2 separate regions of the Mus musculus genome follow, and region 1 is linked to region 2. The links are chromatin contacts, called in public HiChIP or PLAC-seq maps. All regions are on one chromosome and are shown on one strand. Each heading gives the region's core, a stretch centred on a gene start, on an enhancer-like site or on the middle of the called end of the contact. The rest is flanking DNA. Distances are from core to core; before and after follow the strand shown. Region 1 has its middle 6.2 kb from the start of Gm33401. Region 2 overlaps Uggt1 (UDP-glucose glycoprotein glucosyltransferase 1).

Evidence for each region. HiChIP or PLAC-seq counts read pairs in DNA pulled down with a chosen protein or histone mark.
Region 1: a FOXA1 HiChIP or PLAC-seq map of pancreatic cancer cells shows a contact between it and region 2. The contact joins two enhancer-like sites. A contact is called at or near these places in 1 of 115 datasets of contacts at active chromatin or transcription factors (pancreatic cancer cells) and 3 of 9 other capture datasets (adipose tissue, liver and pancreatic islet).

Annotation. Positions count from the first base shown.
Region 1 is chr1:36,452,638-36,458,966 of GRCm38.p6, reverse strand. No RefSeq gene overlaps it. Among named protein-coding and RNA genes, the nearest start is that of Gm33401, 6.2 kb to the left of the region's middle. Within about 2 kb of position 1,491, at least 46 of the 459 cell types and tissues checked have an H3K27ac peak or open chromatin away from gene starts, as enhancers often do. A contact at or near this core is called in pancreatic cancer cells, where this site is marked.
Region 2 is chr1:36,198,149-36,204,092 of GRCm38.p6, reverse strand. It overlaps Uggt1 (UDP-glucose glycoprotein glucosyltransferase 1), which reads left to right. Exons shown (of 41, transcript NM_198899.2): 10 at 1,215-1,314; 11 at 2,328-2,388. Among named protein-coding and RNA genes, the nearest start is that of Uggt1, 43 kb to the left of the region's middle. Within about 2 kb of position 3,557, at least 31 of the 459 cell types and tissues checked have an H3K27ac peak or open chromatin away from gene starts, as enhancers often do. A contact at or near this core is called in pancreatic cancer cells, where this site is marked.

The DNA.
Region 1 (6,329 bases), core at 242-2,741, 260 kb before region 2:
GGAACTGAACTAAAATTCCAAGTCTCAAGATGCCCTGGAATGGGGCTGGCGAGATGGCTCAGTGGGTAAGAGCACTGACTGTTCTTCTGAAGGTCCTGAGTTCAAATCCCAGCAACCACTATGGGTGGCTCAAAACCACCTGTAGTGAGATCTGACGCTCTCTTCTGGTTTGTCTGAAAACATCTAAAGTGTACTTATTTATAATAATAATTACATCTTTGTTCTGCCTGAGCAAGCAGGACCGATCTGAGCGGGATTGACTGGAGCGATCAGAGGTCCTAAATTCAATTCCCAACAACCACTTGAAGGCTCACAACCATCTGCAATCTATACAGCTACAGTGTACTCATACACATAAAATATATAAATAAATCAGCTACAGTGTGCTCATATACATAAAATTTAAAAAAAAGATGTCCTGAAACAGGATTCCCAAAGACCTTCCCCAAGGTTTTGATGCAAGAGTGCCAGTTGCCAGGGAGAGGAGACTCTCTGCACCCTGCTGAGCTGCCTGCTTTTGCAAGCCTTGAGGGAGAAAATAAGGATGCAGCCTCTCTGAGTTATCACCCTTGCTGGAGTGGGCTTCTCAGGGATGACACTGCCTCCACGGCATCTGTGCTTCTACAAATGATCCATCACCCATCTCCTCATAAGTACACCCTGCAAACCCACTGGCTCTCAGAGCTAGGTTTGGATGGATCGCTTCTTTGGTTTGTGACCAGTGCTCTATCTGGAATGAACAGACAGATGCTGGTTCCTGTTTACCCAGGAAAAGCCGTATAACGTGTTGGCACGCAAGCATCCTTTTTGGACTAGTCTCCCTATGGTTACAGTATAGACCATCCATCACCAACCTCCCTCTTTACTCCAAGTCTTTCTCCACTTCCCATCCTCCTGCTATGGTGGTACCAGGGTAGAGCAGAGCGTTAAGTTCTCTGCCTAAGGAGGGAGTCTATGGTGGCAGGAAGCTCTCTCTCTCTCTCTCTCTCTCTCTCTCTCTTTCTCTCTCTCTTTCTTGGATCATCCCACCACTTGACTGTGAGAAGTATGTTAGTTATTTTTTGCTACATAACATATCCCCTCCCTGCCCCCCTCCAAGCTGAGTGGCTCAAAACAGTAAACATTTACTAAGCCATAATTCCCAAGCCACAGGAATTAAGGACTCGTTTATCTGGGTGGTTCTGGCTCACACGCTGTACTCTGTGTTGTCTGGGACTGCAGTCATCTGAATGCTTGATCAGGAGCTGAGAAATCCACTCCCCAGTTCCTATCCGTGGCCATTGGCAGGGGGCTGTAGGTTTGTGTTATCTGGGGCTACTCACAGCATGGTAACCGGCTTTCCCCAGAATAAGTAAATCAAGGAAGTGGGGGGAGGGGCCTGGACGAGGTGCATTTTTGTGACCTCGACTTACAAAGCTACAAACCACCTCTTATTTCCTGTGAAATTCCTAGTCTATTGGTCATACAGGCAGACTCTGATATTCCATATAAAGACTGTAAATCTGAAAACAGCCATGAGGAGTCTGGCTCTCACGGGACTTACCCTTTACTGAATGCCATGGTTTAAGTCTTTCTGTTTGACTGATTGGGTTTCCGCTTACTTTTCTGAGACAGGGTCTCCCTAAGCTGGGCTATCCGGAAACTCACTATGTAGGCCAGACTGCCCTCAAACTCACAGGGATCCTCCTGCCTCTGCTTTCCGAATGCTGGGACTAAAGGCAGGCCAACACCACCTCTGGGCTCACATTTTGAATTTGGTGGTACCATTGTAACGGCTCTGGGGCCTTTACGAGGTGGAACCTGCCTGGTGGCAGTCAGTCACGAAGGCCGGCCTTTGAAGAAGGTTCTATCAGACTCTGGTTCCAGCTTCCTGTCTGCACCCTGCGCATAGCAGCCAGCCCACATTTCTGCTGCGGTGCCTTCCCCATCATGATGGACAGAGACAGATCCTTCCTCCATTAAACTGTCAGATACTCTGCCACAGCAATGGAAAAGTAACCAAGGACCAACCCTCCTGGGAGTCTTCCCCCTGGGATTCTAGTAGCTTCCTTTTAAAGGCTGGAAACGTGGCTTTACTAGACCAACTGTTCTCTGCTTAGGGGCTCAATAGACAGAGAAGCCTAGAACCACCAGTACTCCCCCTGGTAGTGTCTCCTTTGTCTTCTTTCTGTGCTGAGGACTGAATCTAGAGGACTGCATCACAGGGAAGCAGCCTAGCACCTTGCTAGTCCAGTTCTTTTCTTACGTAAAAAATTTGTTGTTGTTGTTGTTGTTGTATGTATGTTGTATGTATGTTGTTGTATGTATGATGTATGTCTATGGTGTCTGTGCACACATATATGTAGTGGGGGGTGGGGCAGAAGAGGACACTAGCTGTCCTGCTTTATCTCCCCCTGCCTTACTTCTTGAGACAGGGTCTTTCACTGTACCTAGCTAGCTAGGCTGACAACCAGCAGGCCCCAGTAAGCAGTCCTCCAATGTCCACTCCTCCACAGCACCAGGTTACAGGCATGCACGGCCACTGATGGCTTTTAATAGAGATGCTGGAAGTTTTAAGTTAGGTCCTCATGTTTGTATAGCAAGCACTCTTACCTACTGAGACATCTCCCCAACCTTCATCATCATCATCACCACCACCACCATCATCTTGAGATAGGGTCTCTTCAGCTGGGAACCCCCTATGTAGCTAGGGGCTGGTCTCCAATTCATAACCATTCTACCTCAGCCTTCCAAGTGCTGAGACTCCAAATCCCCACCACCACCATGTGTACTACCACACTCAGCTCTTCCCATAGTTCTCCTTCTATAGGACAACTCTATTTTTCCAGTTGCCATAGCAAAATCTCCTGGGCTTATGCTTCCCTGTTCTCTTCCTATCACATCTCTGTCTGTCTCGTCAACAAACCACACTGGCTATCCATTGAAAGTCCGGTCATCACATCCCATCCCAGGACCTTTGGAGGACACCGAAATCCACGGATGTGTATTCTCCTAGATCCTCTCCTCACCCTTCTCTTCTCTGAAGCTCTGGTATCAAACAGAGCCTCCTGCATGCTACAAAAGTATCCCACTATTGAGTCAATGTGTCCAACCCCCTCCTCACTGACCATAAAGCATCTCTGAAATATTTGACATCTAACATGGTGTCAATTCTGTGTTAACAGCTGTATATGGGATGGTCACAAGATAAGTCTGTACACACGTAGTTCAGATGCTATGTATATATTTACCCATATTAAGGATTGCATCTAGTGCCTCCTACCTACCAAGCAAGTGCTCCTCCATTGAACTCTAACCCCAGGGCCACCCTGCCCATCTTACCCCTTTTTACTAGCCCAGATTGGTTTGAAATTGCCTGCTGGTGGCCCAGGCAAACCTTGAACTTGCAACCATCCTGTCTTAGCAAATGGGATTACAGGTCTGTGCCGCCATGGCCAGATGCAGGAAATTTTTTTATTCTAAATTTTATTTTATGTGTGTGGCTGTTTTGCCGGCGTGTGTCATGTGCACCAGAAAGGCCAGAAGGAGGTGTTAAAACCCCTGAAACTAGAGTTGCTGACCGTTGTGAGCAGCCTTGCAAGTGTTGGGAATAGAACCTGGTTCCCTTGAAAAGCAGACTCTGTGTGTGTGTGTGTGTGTGTATTCATGTGTGTATGTGTGTGCACATATATGTATATATATATATATATATATGTGTGTGTGTGTGTGTGTGTGTGTGTATGTGTGTGCATATGTGTATGCACATGTGTGTGTCTGGGTATGTGCATGTACCATGGCACATGCACAGAAATTAGAGGACAACCTTTGGACTCAGCTCTTTCCTTTCACCGTGTGGGTCTTGGGGCTCAAGCTCGGGTGTGTAGGCGAGGTGGTGAGCACCTTATCCTGCCCCTTAGAAGAAAAGTTTTAAACTATTTTTACCAGGTGTGGTAGTTCAGGCCTATAATCCCCGCACTCAGAAATCTGAGGCAATAGGATTGTGTGGGTAAGTCCATCCTGGGGTACACAGTGAGACCTTAAGGAGCTAGCCTGGGACACAGTGAGACTTTACAGGGCTAGCCTGTGATATAAAACAGACCATCTGTGTAAAGTCCAGACACCTGGGGCTGATAATATAGCTTTGGTAGAATTCTTGCTTAGTCTGCATGAGTCCCTTGGTTCACTCTACAGTGCCACAATAAATAAATGGATAAACAAACAAAGAAGTATATAAAATCCAGCCAGTGGGTTGGAGAGGTGGCTCTGTGTTAAGGACACTTGCTGCTTTTGCAGGGGGCTTGAGTTCAGTTCTTAGGACCCACCTGGTGGTTTGTAACTGTCTCTAATTTTGGTTCCAGGGGACCTGGCTCCCTCTTCTGGCCTCCACAGGCACTGCACACACATGCTGCTCTCACACGCAGGCAAAACACATAAAATAAATAAAAGCCAACTAGATTTCACTACTTGTCTATCATCACCTGCCCAGCCACCTCCGTTTCTCCTTCAGATTGCCACCTGTCTCCCATCTGGCCTCTCTGCTTCCATCCGGTTCCCCTACAATCTTTTTTTTTTTTTTTTTAAATCCACATCCAGAGTGATCCTTTAAAAACAACTTAGATCAGTTTCCTCTGATCAAAATCTCTGATCGGAAGCTCTCTATTTCTTTTGAAGTCATAGCCAAAGACTTGGCACTGACCTACAGTTTGTGGTTTGGTGTGAAGCCTGTTCCGGGGAGACAAGAGTTCTTAGCAGAGGAGTGATGGTTCTTAGGGAGGGGTGTGATAGAACCTAAAACTTTGGAAGAATATTGTTGACAGGCTGTTAGGTGAGTGTGAGAGGGAGACATCCAGCTGATGGCAAGATGGCTCCGTGAATAAAGATGATTGCTGCCATGCCTAACAGCCTGAGTTCAATCCTGAGGATCTACATGGAAGAAGGAGAACAGATTGTCACAAGTTGGTCTTGACCACACACACACACACACACACACACCATGACACACATATGGCACCCAATAAGTAAATAAGTGTAATAAAGATTTTACAAGACGCTGTATTGTGATGCATGCCTGTAAACTCAGCACTTGGGAGACAGGCCAGATGATTAAGGGCTTGAAGTTAGCTTTGACCACATAACAACACTGTCTAAAAAAACCAAAGATATGTCTGCATGCATACAAACAAACACACACATATGCGTGCATGTGTGTGTGTGTGTGTGTGTGTGTGTGTGTGTATGTATGTGTATCCCATGTACAGGATATTAATATTGATTAACAGTGTTTTTAAAGCCACGTATGATCTGGGCATGATGCTGTAACCCCTGCAGTCAGGAGGCAGAAGCAGGGGAATCTATGGGTTCAAGGCCAGCCTAGTCTACAAAGCATGATCCAGGCCAGCTAGGGCTTCATCATAAGACTTTCTTTCATAAAACCAAACCCAACCATAGGAAACCAAAGTCCTGCTTATCAAGTTTTGTGCCTGAGGCACTCAGCCTTCTCTCCATAACTCACATCAGTGTGGATGGTAATTCTGTGATGTGAAGTCTTTGTGATATACTCATTTTGAAAAATTAGGCGCCAAAAACCTTAAATACCTTGCTGAAGGCCAGCACAGCACAGGGCTGAGATCCAAACCTGGTCATCCCCAGCATTCCAAGGAGTCATTTGCACCAAGAAAGGTTGAAACTAAAGGACGTATACATTTTCAAGATAGAAGATAGAAATCTTTATCTAAGAAACAGCTATGGGTTAGGGATACAACTCAGTGGTAGGCTGTGGGTTTAGCAAGGCAACCACCCTTGGCACAAAACAACAATAAAGAAGATACTGGGAGCCAGGTGCTGGTGGCTCATGCCCTTAATCCCAGTACTTGGGAGGCAGAGGCAGACAGATCTACAGAGTGAGTTCCAGGACAGCCAGGGCTACACAGAGAAACCCTGTCTCAAACAACAAACAAACAAACAAACAAATAAACAAAGCAAGCTTCCAGGGGTGTTCCTTATGTAAGTCTGGCACTAAGGCAGAAGGATAGGTTTGAGGGCAGCCTGGACTACCTAGTGAGATAGTTGTGTGTGTGTGTGTGTGTGTGTGTGTGTGTGTGTGTGTATGTGTGTGTGTGTTTTATTCTGTTGTGAAATAGGAGCTTACTGTGTAGGTCTCTCCTTTTCCCTCTCCCTCTCCCTCTCCCTCTCCCTCTCCCTCTCCCTCTCCCTCTCCACCCCCATGTGTCTGTGTGCCTCTCTCTGAGTGCATATGTATGTACGCATGTATGTATGTCCATTTGTCTCTGTGTTTGTTTCTCTCTCTCTGTGTATGAATGTGCTTACAGAGGTCAAAATTTTGTTTGTTT
Region 2 (5,944 bases), core at 2,308-4,807:
ATTCCAGGGTCTTCTGGCTTTCAAAGCTTCTACTGAGAAGACAGCTGTTACTCTTTCTGTGGGTTTCCCTTTATTTGTCTTGCATTTTTTTCTCTTGTAGCTTTCATACTATGGGAGTGTTTTCTGGTCTTGTCTTTGGTGTTCTATGTACTTCTTATATCCGTGTCTATTTCTCTCCTTAGTTTAGGGAAGTTTTCTTCTATGATCTTATTGAAGATCATCTGGTCTATGCCATTGATCTGGGATTCTTCTCTGTCATCTATGCCTATGATTTGAAGATTCTAGTACCTCAGATTTTAAAGACAGAATGGCTAAGGGAAGAAATGAAATCCTCTGTAAACATAGTACTAGGTAGGCTGCAGTGATACACACACCCCTTTTTGGGATCAGATACATAACTTTACAATACAAGAAATATGTAGCTGTTTTTATGTTCCTCTTTGCATACGTTTTAAAAACCCAAGTGACAGTTTTTAATTTTAGGTTTATATATTTTTTAAAAATAGTGCTGAGGGTTAGATCTAGGCTCTCACATTGGGCATACACACTACCACTGATCTATAACCATGGTCTTGCATGCATTTTACAATTTATTATCATTGTGTTTATGTAGGCTGGTGTGCTATAATGCCCATGTAGTGGTTAGAGGACAGCTTTGTAGAGTTTGGTTTGTCCATCTTTGTTTTGGTTCCAAGAAATTGAACTCAGTCAATGAGGCTTGCATTATATGTAGCAAGCACCTGTACTCACTGAGCCTTCTAGCTGGTCTCCTGTACGCATTTGCACACGTCTTCATTGTGCATCTATAGAATGTTAAAGGCACGGAAGGGCAGAATATATGTGCACTTTTCTTTTCTAAAGGATATTCCAAAATTTTCTCAAGCTATTTCCCCTGAGGTCATTGGGTAAATAATCTTAATGCTCTATTTTATAATACATTGTAAATCTAGACAACAACAGGATTTGGGCTCAAGTTCATCTGCTAGGTGTTAGTTACCACACAGCCTAGGACTTTATGGATGGAGTCATGGACAACGTAGTAAAAGCTCCAGGGTCCACCTGAACGAGGTCTGAGCTAAGCCTGGGACACCGTCGGGAATAGTTCCATTCTATGGCGTCTTCACCCTCAATGGATTGTGGGTAGTGTTGGGGACATTGTCTACCATCATTACCATGGATTCCTGTGCTCTAATGTCACATGTGCCGTTGTGCAGATCTCAGCTTCCAGACTGCTGCCCGAATCTTGGCTGCTTCTGGGGCATTATCTCTGGTGGTGATGAAGGACATTAGTCAGAACTTTCCTACCAAGGCCAGGTATGTGCTAAGGTTTTGGTACATCCCTCTCCTTCACATTGTTCCCTGTTGTTTTCATGTTTGCACAGAACATGATGTGACTAAAATGTAAAAATGCTTGGATGTGAAACCTATTTGTAAGTACTGTTGCGATCAGTGTCTTCTTTCTAACACGTGACAGCTGTTGGCTGTGTGGTTGAAGAGAGAGGGATTTAGATGCTCTTGGCACTGCCCCACTTAGGCCACATCAGCTAATCCACAGTCTGGTCCATACTGCCATTTTTGAATCCTTATGAAGAGGGGCTTTGCCTAGGGCTCAGTGACAGAACACTTGCCTCATGTGCACGGGGCTCCGGGCTTAATCCTCAGTTCTTCTGAAAGGAGGAGGAAGAGAGAAGAGGGATTCAGGGTCCTGACTTAGAAACAGACTCAGGGAGACTGACTTGTTCATAGTAACAGAATGAATTTCCTGACATTGCTGTCTATTCTGTAGTGTTAATCTCTGACTATGAATGTGAGGCAAAATTGTCTAAAAGCCAAATTCTTAGAAACTTTTCCAGATGTTGTCTTAAATAACTAAGGTTAAATTCTTGGCTAAGAGTTTCCTAAGTAAGCCCCTTTTTCACCGTGGAGTGCCTATGGAAGATTTCTTAAGCCATTACGCTTAAAGCCATTATGCTTAAAGCCATTACGCTTCTGGAAGACACACAGGGTTCAGCCTCCACGAGAGGATTTAATAGGACTAGCAGTCAGCCGGAGTACGTTTCTGCTGGCTAGTTATCTGAGCAGCAAATGTCACATCAGGAGTAGGGCCACACAGTCAAGAAATCGGAAGCCACCAGACTTGTCACGTCCTGCCACCATGCGGCATCTGCAGGGTGAACACGTTTGCCAGTTCTGCAGCTGTGAGGTTTACTTAGTTCTTATTTTTATAATTTATTGAGTCATATGGTTCATGTCTAAAAACAGGAAAACTGAAGACCTTTATATGGAATGCTAAGCTAAACACTGATCACACTTTTATCCTTTTTTAGAGCAATAACGAAAACGGCTGTGAGCGCGCAGCTTAGAGCGGAAGTGGAAGAGAACCAGAAGGTATTGCTGACTGTTAGAAAGTACTCCACTGTTGTAGAAGACACTCCTGGGCTGTAGCTTTAAAAAATGGAGAGACTTGAATTAAGTTCGTAGCATTTAGTAGTATTCCTCTTAGTAATACTATTATCATACAGTACTTTTTATCAGATTTGTAGCATTTTGTTTAGGAGAGGCTCCTGACTGGAGGTTGGGGGTGCGGTCAACAGGGAGTGTGGGCCTCCTAAGTCTTTAAGCCTTTCGTTCCTGCCTTTGGTGCATTCCACGTGGAAGCTGGGCTCTTGTCCTCCTTTCCTGTCAGCCCCACATGTAGTTCCTGGAGGCTGCCAGGATGCTCACTGCTCCCTCCTATCCCTTTGTTCCAGAATCCATCCATTGGCCTAGAGCTGTGGGTGTGTTCAGCTTATCCATCTATCTACCTGTCTGTCTGTCCATCCATCCGTCATCCATCCATCCATCCATCCATCCATCCATCCATCCATCCATCCATTCACTTACGGTTTTTCAAGACAGGGCTTCTGTGTTCCTGATGGTCTTAGAACTCTGTAGATCAGGTTGGCCCTGAGATTGACCTCCCTCTGCCTCCCAAGTGCTGAGATTAAAGGCGTGCGCCACCACACCTGGCCTCAATTAGCCGCTTTTACCCCTAGATTTCATTATGGGTAGGACGTTAGTTAATTAAGTAGATTTGAGAAAGAAAGAAACCAAATACTTCACACATATTTACTAAATTAAAAACATCACCATGGGTGGTGGTAACTACACCTGCAACCTCCAAGTGTGAGAGTAGAGGTAGGAGAACTGGAACTTCTTGGTCCATCCATTCGTGGCTATGTAGTGAGTTTGAAGCCAGCTTGGGGCACATCAGTCTCTGTTTCAAAAAAACAAAAAACAAATAAAAACACTCAATTTAGTAATTGCATGTACATTTATTTTCCAGAATAGCAGTGTTAACTATACCTTTGAATTTACGATCCCCTGTTTACTGCACTAAGGGTGGTGGGGTCTGGGAGAATAAAGCCTGAAAATGAAGTGGACTAAAGTCTCATGCTAAGCCAGCCTTACTCAGAGTGTCAGACAGTTTGTACTCTCAGGGTTAAGAAGAGTCACAGAGTAAAGTATCCAGTCCTAAGGGCAAACCACATGCGGCAAAGCCATGTTTTTCTAGAGAGGTGAGTAAACAAATAACAATAGCCAGCTGTATTGAGCAGCCTGACGTGACTCACCCCTATCCACCACACCTCAGAGGAGCACAGAAACAAGGACAATTCTGTATTTTCGAAGGAACGGAGGTCACAAGACTCTTGTTTTGTTTTCTTAGAGTTTTCTCACAAGCACTTGGAATTTCCCTCACATGACTCCATTCATTCTTGGTCCATGTTCTGACAGTTCCACATGCCAGGGAGGCAGAATATTAACTTATGTGAGCTATATTGGTATTTCTTGGATTTTTAATGTTTTTGAGTAAAGCATGTTATTTAAAAATGCTTAAATACATGCACACAAAATTCTTAAAGATGAAACACAAGTGTGCATGAAATCTTAAATCCAGTGTGATGAGTTTTCTCACTGTGAAATCTCCTCTGTGTTTCAGATCTTGATCTACATTGGGTTGTATGTACAAGCTCAGAATTAGTCTTTCTTACCATCTCAGAGGCCCAAGCGAGCAGATTTGAAACTGTCCTGTGGAGAAAATTCCAATTCTTTTCTATTTTATTTTAAGTGTGTCTGTGTGCGTGCGTGTGTGCGTGCACATATAAGTATATCATGGCTCACTATTGAGGTCAGAGGACACTTTGAGGAGACATTCTTGTCTTTTCCCTTGCTGAGGCAGGCTCTACTTGTTTCTGACGCTGTACTGTATGCTCCAGGCTGGTTGTGCTGTAGGCTGGGTTAACAGATGTATGTACACTGCCACGTCTGGTGTCTCACATGCACTCTGGGAAATGACTTGAGCTGGCTTGAAGGCTAGTGCTTCTGCCTGCCTGCCCTTCCCTGGTTTGGAATTCCAGTCCTTAGCTGCTTCAGCTTTCCATCATTTCTGTGGTTTTGTTGTTTTTGTTTTTAAGCAAATTTTGTTGTAGTTCATATTTAAAACCTTTTATGTTTTTTTTTGAGGTTATAATATAATTACATCTTTCTTTCTCTTCCTTCCCCCTCCCCCTCTTTATTCTTTCAGATATATAGCCTCTTTTGTCATTGCTGTATATGTAGATGTGTGTTTTCTATATTTTTGTGTTCTCATATTGTTTTCTGATTGATGCTGCCGTGTCTGTGAAGCATGAGACACAACAGCTTCTCACTGTTTGGTTTTCCCATGCAGTGCTAGAATTCAGAAGTATACCTTTTCCTAGTCCTCTGAGTACTGGAAAGTGAAGGTGTTCTCAGAGTTCATCCAAAATTCTGTTGTTGGTATCTGGTAACTCCTTTTGCACGGCACTCTACTGTCTAGCAATATTGTATCACTGTACTGTCTCGTGTACTGTACCTCTGTCCTGTCTAGAGAACTGTATCACTGAACTGTCTAGAGAACTGAATCACTGCACTGTCTAGAGTACTGCACCACTGCACTGTCTAGAGTACTGCACCGCTGCACTGTCTAGAGTACTGCACCACTGCACTGTCTAGAGTACTGCACCACTGCACTGTCTAAAGTACTGCACCACTGTCTAGAGTACTGCACCGCTGCACTGTCTAGAGTACTGCACCACTGCACTGTCTAGAGTACTGCACCACTGCACTGTCTAAAGTACTGCACCACTGTCTAGAGTACTTCTTCCAGTCCTCGACTTTATTAAGGGGCCCTTGTGTTGCTTGCCAGCTCAGCTTTGATTGGCATCACAATCAGGAAAAGCAACAGAAACATAAAAAAGCAAAGCTTATGCACTGTAGTCTAGCATTTGCAGACAGAGGTAGGGGGAATTCCAGAGCCCATGTGACTTGATAGAAGTGAGAATCTTCCTGAGACACTGACTGTAGATAGCGTCTGCCTTCAGTATTAAGGAGATAATTGTAAAGGGCTTTCTAAGGCAGTGAACAAACATGTACATTCCATTGGTGTCCCGCATAAGGCAGAACTGTAAGCTTTAGTTCTTTGTAGTCCAGAGAATTATTGGAAAAGGAACTCAAAAGAATAAATATCTTACTTATTGTGGGCCAAGAAGAAACATGTTATTTTAAAAATTAAATAGAGATAATATTTGTTCAGTTCGTCCTACTTATATTATGTTGTGTGTGAGGGATGCATGTATGTATGTATGTGTTTGAGTGTTTGTGGAACACATTTTTGTGGGTACGTATGTATTTGGGTGGATGTGTACAGAGCCTGGGGGTTGATGTTGGGTGTCTTTCTGATTTGTGCCCTACTTTATTTACTAAGGCAGGGTCTCTGACTGAACCTAGGACTCACACATTCAGCTTATCTAGCTAGCCAGCTTGTTTTTGGGGTCCCATCTCTCCCACAGTGCTGAGGTTACAGATGGATCTCCATGCCTGCCTACCTGGCCTTCCCGTGGGTAGCTCTGGGGATTTGAACCCCAGGCCTCCCTCTTGCATGGGA